Regions from separate parts of the Gossypium raimondii genome. Here region 2 is linked to region 1. Evidence: chromatin contacts called from public Hi-C data. All regions are on one chromosome and are shown on one strand. Each heading gives the region's core, a stretch centred on a gene start, on an enhancer-like site or on the middle of the called end of the contact. The rest is flanking DNA. Distances are from core to core; before and after follow the strand shown.

Region 1 (5,211 bases), core at 1,485-3,984:
AAACTAGATCCCATACGCATATCCTCTACCTGATCTTTTTGTGTTGTATCATTGTCTTAAGTTTAACTCAATTGAAGAGTGAGACCTTAGATACATACCCAAATCTGACACCTCTGCTTGAATTTGAGTAACATAGCTTACAAATATGCTTGGGCTTTATTGGTTGGGTCTTACACTAAGATTGTTTGGGACGGAGTGTGGAAGGAATATTTTGGAAGACTACTTTTGCAGCACATCTTAGGCTACCTATGTTTTTTTTCTTTTTGGCATAAAGGAGGCTGCAGCTTAGAGATAAGAAATGGGGTTGCTGATATAACCCAAACTTACTGACACCGTATTGTATGAATCAATTGAGCTAAGCTTAGGTATTTCTATTTTTACTTTAGCAAGTTTTTGCTTCACAAACTTTATTTAATGCAGTTCATGTTTAGATGTCTGTCTATTTACTCATAAACACATCCATGCTATAGAATTAGTCTAGAATTGCATTGATGAGTAGTTGATAACTTGATAATGGGGGCATATTACCATTGTTAATAAATGGCTTTGCAAGTAGGTCTGTATTGTGATTATGGAGGATGCTAATGCAAGCTGGGATTATTAAATACTTTTAAACCCAATGCAGTAATGGCTCTTCTTTTTCTAATTGATTTTGTACATGAAGTATTATATTTTGCATTGAACCATTAGGTTCCAAACACAAAATGCCATAAAACTATCTTCATTTTGCCTGAAAACAGAACGGAAATAGCTAGTATATCTTCATCAATTTACTTAGACCAAATCAAATTTTTATCAGATACATCTTTTCCCGACTTCTTATTCTAATAGCTCCTTCAACTTGGATTGTAATATGGACTCATAAAGGAACTACCGAAGGCAAATGCAATAAAACTCCAAATCCCAACTGTTCTACAACTTTTCAACAGGCTTTTGATCAGCTTTTGCCAAGTTCTATCAAAACTCTGGATCCTTGCAAAACAAGCAAACGTGTAGCCTTTAACCACGCTTTTTATATGTGCCAGTAGGCTGTGGCCCCTTTGTTTAAATGAACAGACAGAAAGTTATATTTGTATTTATAGACAAGAATTTAAAGAATGTAGATGCCGAGAGTTACCAACATTTAGTTAAATTGAATAAGAGAGGTTGGTAATGATCGCAACTTTTGAGACACTTGCAGGCAGATGAAATATAACACTATTGTTTTACAGAGCAGCTAAATCAAACTTGTTTGCTACTTGTGAAGCAGCTAGTTAATGTCTGCACCTCAAAACTTTACTTTCAAGCAACATAGAACAGCGTTCTTACACTACTGAAAATATGGAAATCACCTAGAAGAATCTGGTTCCTTGTATTACTGCTCATTTTCATACCATTGCTCAGGATATCAGCAAATGAAACTAAGAATAGTTGGTTCAGGAACTTGTTCCCAAACAGTTGCAAACTCAGAAATTAGAAGAAAGCTCACAGCACACAATCTATGGTTTATTTTTCTTTTTTCATTACAAGGACATGAAGGTTGCCAAAATGAAGGATTTTACAACTCAAAAACATCCTACCAAACCATAAATTTCGAAAATTTAGCTGAAATGAACTCAAAATGAGTATAAAACTATGAGATGCGTGTTGATGATAAATAAAACCGTCCAACACGACTTTAGTATACTAATTTTGGGACACCCTAACCTTATATCAGAATCAGGTTCAGATGCAAAGGCATATAGGGAAGCCCCTCTGAGTGGAAGGAAACATCTGAATGACATGTATCTTACCTTTCCACTGAAAACTATGAAAGACATGTGGTGAAGTCAAGTGGGTTTCATGTCCTGAAACATTGCAGCCCATAATGTCTGATCACCATAGTCCCTGCCTGTCTTTTCCTTGTAGTAGTCACCATGAATCTTTGGGCTTGGAGGTCTTACATAAGTAAGAGGTGCTGATAGTTTTGGGCTCCTATTTGTTGTGAGAATCAACCTCTCTTGTGCAATTGCAATATCAATAGGACCAGATGTCACAGGGCTCTTATAGTTGAACACCAGATTCTCCTGCATTTTTCTGTCTAGTGGCCCTGACAATTTTAGGCTCCTAGGAGGGGCAAGCAACTTCTCTTGTACTCTACAATCCAGGGGGCCAGATTTTGCTATCTTCCTGGTTCTCCGCACTGGCTGCTCAATGTTCACCTCCTTCTCACTGTTGCACTTCCTTGTCAATCCTCCTCTCCACTGATCTCGATAACGACCCGGCTCCGGCAGCCGCTTAATCGAGTTATTCTCATGGTGAACCAACTTGTTAACATACTTGTTAAAGCTCTTTCTGGTTTTGTTGATTGCCAAAATGAGCTTGGACAGGCTATTAGGGGTTTCTCCAACTTCCTTCCTAGCAAGCTTGAGAATCTCAAGCCTATGCTTGGCAACTGATATGCCCATGCTCTGAAGAAACTCATGATTGAAGTAGGCTAAATCCTCTTTTTGAAGCTCATTACGGGAGAAGGCAAGTCCATAGTCATAGATAAGTGAGGGCTCAAGGGCAGTTTTTGACAACCAAGAGTACCAATCCATGGCAATGGAGCTTGGCTTATGCCATAGGACGCTGAAAAGATTGGAGGTTTGCGGTGTTGTAATGGTTTCACGTGGGTGGTCCAACCCTCCAAGGGGGTATATATAAAAAAGAGATAAGAAAGGTGAAAGACTAAATAAATGTGGTGGGTGTATAGGGATTGTGAACTCTCTCTCTCTCTCTCTGGTTGCTCTAATAGAAATTTGAGAATGACACCAAATGAAATAGTGAAATATAAATGTCTTTAGGAACTTACCCACCTTGTTTTTTTATTTTTGTTTTTTTATTGTAGGGTTCCTTTGGGCATTACAATAAACTTTTTCTCCTTTTTCTAGGTCTGGATTACAGGTGCATATTGGCGTTAAGCTTAAGGCGCTGGCAAAAAGGACTTAATGATGTAGGCTAGGCTGACCTTTTTCCCATAAACATGATAGGGAATGGTTGCTTAAATATGGCCCATAACTTTCAACCAACAGCCTCTTTATCTCAGAATTTAATCTTTGCTATGCCTACCTAATTTGCCTGTTTCAGTTAACACACTGATTCATTTGGAAGAACCGTACGTTCACAAAAATTTTAGATTTCTTGTGATGAAATTTTAGTTCGACGCTATTAAAAGATGTAACTGTGATTTATTGATATTTGGTCACTGTTATGAGCAATGGTTAGTGTAGAGCTTAAAAGCTACAAGGACCAACAAAAATGGTGACATTGAAGGTTATTTAATTCAATAACCTACCCAAAAATGATGAGCCAATCATCAACAGTTAAAAATCATATATATTGTATCTGGGATCTGTGGGAAAACATGTTTTTAGTGAGCAGGTATGTATGAATTTCGGTGAAAAGGACCTAAAATTCAGAGAGAGGTTTGAAAAAGGATATCCTTAAGCATATGAAACACAACAGCTTTAACCCGAATATAGGAATATACACTTAACATGAATATAGTCAATTTATAACTTAATGCATGCTGAACGCAATTATTAGTATTTTGGTTGAATTAATCAAATTTGGGTAGTGGACCGAATAAAGCATTTCAAAATAATAAAGAGGCAGGTAAGAAAGCAGTATTTATGGAGGAGAAATGCAAGGTTGGGTAAAGCGTATCAGATTTTATGTCTCCATCTGTTTCTTTTAGACTGCTTTGGGGTGCACTGAATTTAAATTATAAAAAGTTCTAATTCACTTTTTTTTTCTTTTTTTTATGAAACAAGGTTTTTAAATTCTGATTAATAGTCCAACTTGTTATACCATTAATTTTTAATTTAATTGGTTTGCCTAATATAATTGAATAAATTATTTAAAAATTTATAATTTTTAAAAATAAAACATATTGATTCAACTCTTTATTTTGAATTGATTGATTTCTAATCCAATCCACTTGACTAATCGGTCTTTTTAAAAACAATATATAGATATTAAAATTGCCTTAAGATTCAACGAAGTTAATGCTGTATCATTTCTTTAATGAGATCTTTAGGTATCATTGTTCCAATTTGGAATTGAATCAAACAAAATTTTCCCAACACTAATTTTTTTCAACTCCAACCTCAAACTTTAGAATTCAATCAAGCAGACACTGGTGTTAGCGCTCTTCATTTGCCTCTGTCCTTTTCTGGAAAAGAAAAGAGTTTGTGCGGACTGCTGAAAGAAGGAAAAAAGAAAAAGAAAAATCACCAATTTCATTTAAATATAGCATTTATGTTTTCCTTTTTTGACACCATTATCAAGAAAAATCTTCACTTTTTTTCCCGCGTTTCTTAATTAGCATATGTATCAATTGTTAATTGAAAGGTAGATAGTGAAACATATAAAACGATAATAATTTGCGATAATTTAATTTTGCAAAATTACTTGTGCTATTGGAGGAGCCGAAAGCATTGTACAATGACATTATATAATATAGTTTCATCAAAATAAAGAAACTAAAGGGTTGCCATTCAGCAAATTAACTCTCAATTTTGGAATTGATAGTCCCTAGAAAAAGCAAAAGCTTTGTCCATGCTGCATTATTTAATTTATTTATATATTGATTTGATTTAGAATATTGAAATTTCAGAAGTCAATATGTTGAGGATTTAGATATACCTAACATGATCTTAGCAAACTATAGACCTGACCTATTTTCTTTATAAAAGATAATGAGGTATATCTAACCCATTTATGGTTTAATGTTACCTTTGAATTTACTTATTTTTTATACGGAGTATAATAAGGTTGGTTCATTTAAGAAGGTCGAGAGTTGGAATAATGACAAGAGGACAGAATGATTAAGGAGACAATTACTCAGAGTGACCTTAAGAGTGCTAGGGCATCGATCCCTTCTCCATATTTCTTCAGGGTATTTAAAGGAGAGGTTGTAACACCCCTTGTAACGATCTGATAGTCAGGGGTGTCGGAAGTGCATTCTCGGGACTCCAATCCCGTAAATTGGACTCGTAAATATTTATGAAAAATATTTACGAAATTAGTTATATAGTTAATTAGGTTTTGGTTAAGTGAATTTGTATGAATTAAGAGTTATTAAGTATAAGGACCAAATTGCGTATAGGGTGAAAGTTGAATTATAGATTAAAAATTAATTAAGGGATTTAAATAGCAAATATACATTTAATCTTAGTAGTGGACGGCATTAATGGTTCATATTGTTTA
Region 2 (5,211 bases), core at 1,983-4,482, 200 kb before region 1:
TGGCATGCCCACACATACATTATGGCGTTATGAGAAAGACAATGCTAAGGTGAATGAAGGACCATGTGGCATTGCACAAATATGATGTTTATTATTTATTTCGAAACCCCACAATATTTCAAACCAAATATATTAAAAACTCTACAAAATGTACTTAAATATTCTTGAGATAGGTGAGTCATGTTAGTGAAATTCGATGCATTCATAAATGGTATTTGAAATATTGGGAAGTTAAGTTTAGATATTTAAAGAGATGCCAGTAGAGTAGGAGACTGCATCGCTAAGACAAATGGTGGTATAATGAACCAATTGATTATCTTTAAGGGACCTCTTAGATATAAAAGAGATTTTTTAGAGGATGACATTCGACAATCATTACTGGTTACAGATAAATTATATTAATTTCAAAGCTTTCTATTTATCAATATATATATTCTTGAGATACTAAAATAAAGATGAACAATGAGATCGATTATAAATTGTAATTTCTTCAAAGGGATTATGATATTTTGACTAAAAGGATAGCCATTATGCACATCTTAATTCAATTGCCACTTTAAAAACAAAAAGTGGATTCAACATCAAATTTTATGCAAAAAAGCAAAAAATAGTTCACTCTTAACATTATGTTGTCTCTTGCTAAACCTTCATCTTTTATTATATGGTGAGAGAGTGAGGTGTCCACATTTCCTTTTTAAAATGTGAACACAATTCTCCAAGAATGAAGCTACAAGTGTAAAACAGATCATGTCAGCTCTCACATCAATATTCCCAACTTCAAATTCTAGTCAATATAAAAATAAAACCCAACCAAAAAAATATATCAAAGAATATGTGGGAAATGGAGAGGCTATACACATTTCTGAATGTTTGATCACTTCCAAAATAACATAGAAAGTAACGTTTATACAGTGAAATTGATTAATCAAAATAATTAATTTATCTTTTAATATTTATTAATTTAAATTTTACTGTTATTTTAAATAAAAATATTGTTTACAACATTAAATTTTTAGTAATTTTGACGTTACAATTTACATGATAATTTATGTGTACTATTAATATGATATTGTTTATTTTATATATCATGCCAACAAATAATTATAAAAATATAAAATATATATTGTATTAACATGTTTTAAAAATTAATATTTTAATAAATATTTCCATTAAACAACTCTTTTTAAAAGGTTGAAGCTAAATTTAGTTAAATAATAATAAAGATAAAATTAACAAAAGATGTAAAAATTAAAGAATATTAAATTTATAAGATTAAAGCAATCTTCTTTTATGAAATAAATATCATGGCGTCGATCAAAGTAATATTCTCTATTTTCCTTTTAAAAACAATCTATGATTAATATTTTATTATTTAATTATAAAATAAAATTTAATTAATTGTTATTAACAGCATTAAATAATAAATATTAGAGACAGCTAAACACGTTTCGTTTAAAAGCCCCGTGTGCCCCAAAAATCTATGGTGGTCCATATGATGAATGGAATAATTTATAATAATATAATATAGCTTGATGAGAATATCATTTATGTCTTTTATCATACTACTAAATTTATATTTAAAATATTTATAATTTTATTTAAAATTATTAATTATAATTTTATTTAAAAGTAAATTATGATAAATTTATTAAGTCTAAGAGTTATTATCAATAAGTTAAAATAATTAATAATAATGGTTAAAATATTATTTTAAAAATTCTAAATTATTTTTAATTTTATAAGTAAACTTTTTTATTTCCATATTTATTAACATAATAAAATAAAGTTATAACTTGAATAGAAATTTAAGTATATATAAACAAGTTGATTTTGTCTTATAATTATTACTTATTTAATTTTAGAGTTATATATATATATATATATATTGAATTTGAATTTGAATCAATAAATAACATTCATTACTAGCATCAGCATCTCAAAATTAAATATTCAAACAACAATGACACGAAGATAAATATGTAAGATTATTTTAATTAACTTTTTTTATAATTTGTTTATTATGTGCGAAACAAATACTTTTTATATTTTCTTTTTATTATACATGAAATTGTAAACATATGTGATAGATTTTTTTAAAAAATGTAAAAGGATTTACCATATAAGATCTCAATAAATTTTTAATCACTATCATTAAATGTGTTTATTAGTTTAATGTAAATAGATTTCATATCCAATCAATTTAATGTAAATATCTTTCGTACTTATGATGAACAATTATTATAATAAATGTATGTTATTTTACTTTTTTAATTTTAATTTAATATTACAATTTACTTTCTACTACATTATTTTCAATTTTTATTTATAAAAATATTAATTTATATATTATGTATTATTTATTTTAATTTATAAAAAATCATATAGGATTGAAAAAGAGTAGAATAGAAATGGCAAAGGTTTTGGTATGTCTGTGGCCTTTTCTTGTTTGTTGGTTTTGGCTTTTGTACAAAAATAAGAATCTCTTAATAATATTTTAATGGGTATGAAGTGGACTCTCTTAAGCATAATATATAATGGAGTACACCCTGTGGTGGTTTAACAAATTTAATCAGCACATGCTTTCCTTTTTTTTGTCTTTACATATATATATATTTCTTTTTCTACAAATATTTTTTAAAGAGGTAAACAATTGATTAAGTAAATATTTGTTGGTGATGTGTAATGTTATAAAGGGTAGGGCAGTTAGGTTGGGCAAATTTTAATGTATTCAAATAAATTTGAAAAATGTCACAAGATTATTGCAAAAGTCAAAAACTTAAAATGCATTTGATCAACTTTGAAAGCATTTATTAACGTTGATTGTGCAGAGTCTATTTTTCAAAAAGAGAAACATTCTCTGTTCATTTTGTTAAAAGGGCAAAGGAGTCGTATTAAAGAAATTTACCAACATAGGAATTAGAAGACCCATAAATTATTATTATTATTCATCAAAATCAAACTAAATCATCCAACAAATATTTTGGAGTAAAATAGGATAACTTGCTCAAGAATAAAAATAATGCCCAAAAGCAAAGCAAAACAACTGACTCAGCAAAAAGCATCCTTTAATCAACTTATAATAAAAGGAAAATTAATATGAAAAAGCAACTTCAGGCTTCACAGCTTCACCTTCAAGTTTAATTAGAAGGGTATTTCGGTAAAAATAAAAAAAGATACAGACAATATAAAGGGACCTACCAAGTTATATAAAACATAAATAAATCATATTTTTTCCCTAACCGTAAGGTTAGCCTCATGTAGTACATTGCATCAACCTCTTACTATTGCAATTAACTCTCTTTTATCTTCCCCTCTCTCTCTCTCTCACACACACATTCAAAAACGTTCTTAAGAATATTGAACCCCCAAAGAAACACAGAGAAGGAAAAATAAAAATAAAAATACATAATGTTTTGTTTCAGATCAAACCCTTATGCATTGTTTTTTCTTTTCTTTTTTTCTTTGTTTCTTTTTGGACATGAAACAGGTTCTCAAGCTTTAAATGTCCAGACTTTGAATATTTCAGGTACTGATTATTATTATTTCAATGAAAGTTTTTGGTTTTTATTTCTGGGTTTTTTTTTTGAAATCAATTTTTTCTATAGGGTATTGTAAAAGTTTTGTGTTTGGGGAGAGAGAGCAGAGTGAAGTGTTAGCATGGAGGAAGACAGAAAGGAGGAACCTTGCAGAGGGAAGTGAAGGAGACAACAACTCGTCTTTGATTTTGGCTGAAAAAAGGACTTACAGGAGAGACCCTCTTAATGACTTTCACAAGTACACTGGTGGCTGGAATATCAGCAATGAACACTACTGGGCTGTCAGTTTCTTCCCTTGTTCACTTTTTTTGATAAATTGATGCATGCAGCCTGGAATCATGAATTTTATATGTTGTTGGCTGGTTTGCTTGTGTTTGGTGTATGCAGGCCTTTAATTTCCATAGTTTTATCTGATATTCGTATGATTTTTCCTAGAAATTTCATACCTTTATGTGTTTGTAATTGGTTTTGATGCTTATTAAGAACACTTTATTCTCTGTAATCCTGTTTTTCCCTTAGGTTCTTCCCTGATCATTGATTCGGTTCTGTTTTCTTTTTTCTGTTATGTCAATCTCAATGAATCAAATTATCTTGCCAGTCGCTGGTACTTAGAAAACTTATAAAGTTTTCATGTCTGATAATGCAGTCTGTGGGTTTTACGGCGGCTCCTTTCTTTGTCATTGCTGCAGTCTGGTTTGTGATATTCGCACTATGCTTGTTCATCATATGCATCCGTCATTGCTGCTGTCAACTAAATTCTTATGGCTACTCTCGGACAGCTTATGCGCTATCCCTTATTTTCCTCATTCTCTTCACCATTGCTGCAATGTACCAACACTCTTTTCGTGCTGAATTTTTGAGATATGTATGTTTTGAGTAACCGTAAAATTGCTCACTCCATATATAACTTCATATTACAGTGCCGGGTGTGTCGTGCTGTACACTGGTCAGGGAAAATTTCATGGCAGTACAACAGACACACTGGATTATGCGGTTAGTAAGGCAGATCTCACTGCTGAAAACCTCAGGAATGTGTCAGATTATCTTTCTGCAGCTAAGAAAATTAGCGTGGATTCAGCTATTTTGCCATTAGATGTCCAAAAAAGCATTGATGATATCGATAGGAAGATAAACTCTTCGGCTTCAACTCTTTCACATCAAACGGCTGATAATAAAGAAAAAATTCAACATGGCTTAGACAGAATGTAAGTTGAAGCTTTTAGGATGAAATTAGAATAATCTCAGAGCTGATCATGGAACTCATCTCATGCTAAATTCTGCAGGAGATTGGCTCTCATCATTCTTGCTGCTGTGATGCTCTTTTTGGCATTTCTCGGATTCTGTAAATTATATTATTGTTGTGATCATTGCTCCATGATTCTTAGTAATTAGATTATCTCAATATCATCTAACTTTATACTTTTATTTTGGTAACTGGCTGCAGTATTCTCCATTCTTGGATTGCAGTGCCAGGTTTACACGTAAGTGAAGTATCATTAATGTATTTGCCGCTGTAGTTAATGGTATAACTCGGGAAGGTCCATATGTTACTAAACCGAACTTCCTTTATCAATCACTTGTATGATTAATGAATGCAGGCTAGTCATCCTTGGCTGGATTCTTGTTACTGGTACATTTATTTTATGCGGAGTATTTCACCTCCTCCACAAGTATG

The links. Hi-C and Micro-C count contacts between places; a contact is called where the count stands out from the background.
Region 2: a contact with region 1 is called in a Hi-C map of leaf, with 3 times the contacts expected there. The contact joins the promoter of LOC105791062 here to the promoter of LOC105791056 in region 1. A contact is called at or near these places in 2 of 2 Hi-C or Micro-C datasets (both in leaf).

Annotation. Positions count from the first base shown.
Region 1 is chr8:23,284,704-23,289,914 of ASM2569854v1, reverse strand. LOC105791056 reads right to left here and starts at 2,734. Exons shown (of 1, transcript XM_012618935.2): 1 at 1,453-2,734. The coding sequence starts at 2,558. The coding sequence ends at 1,809.
Region 2 is chr8:23,481,279-23,486,489 of ASM2569854v1, reverse strand. LOC105791062 reads left to right here and starts at 3,232. Exons shown (of 9, transcript XM_012618940.2): 1 at 3,232-3,526; 2 at 3,606-3,817; 3 at 4,183-4,364; 4 at 4,457-4,741; 5 at 4,820-4,878; 6 at 4,981-5,017; 7 at 5,135-5,206. The coding sequence starts at 3,409.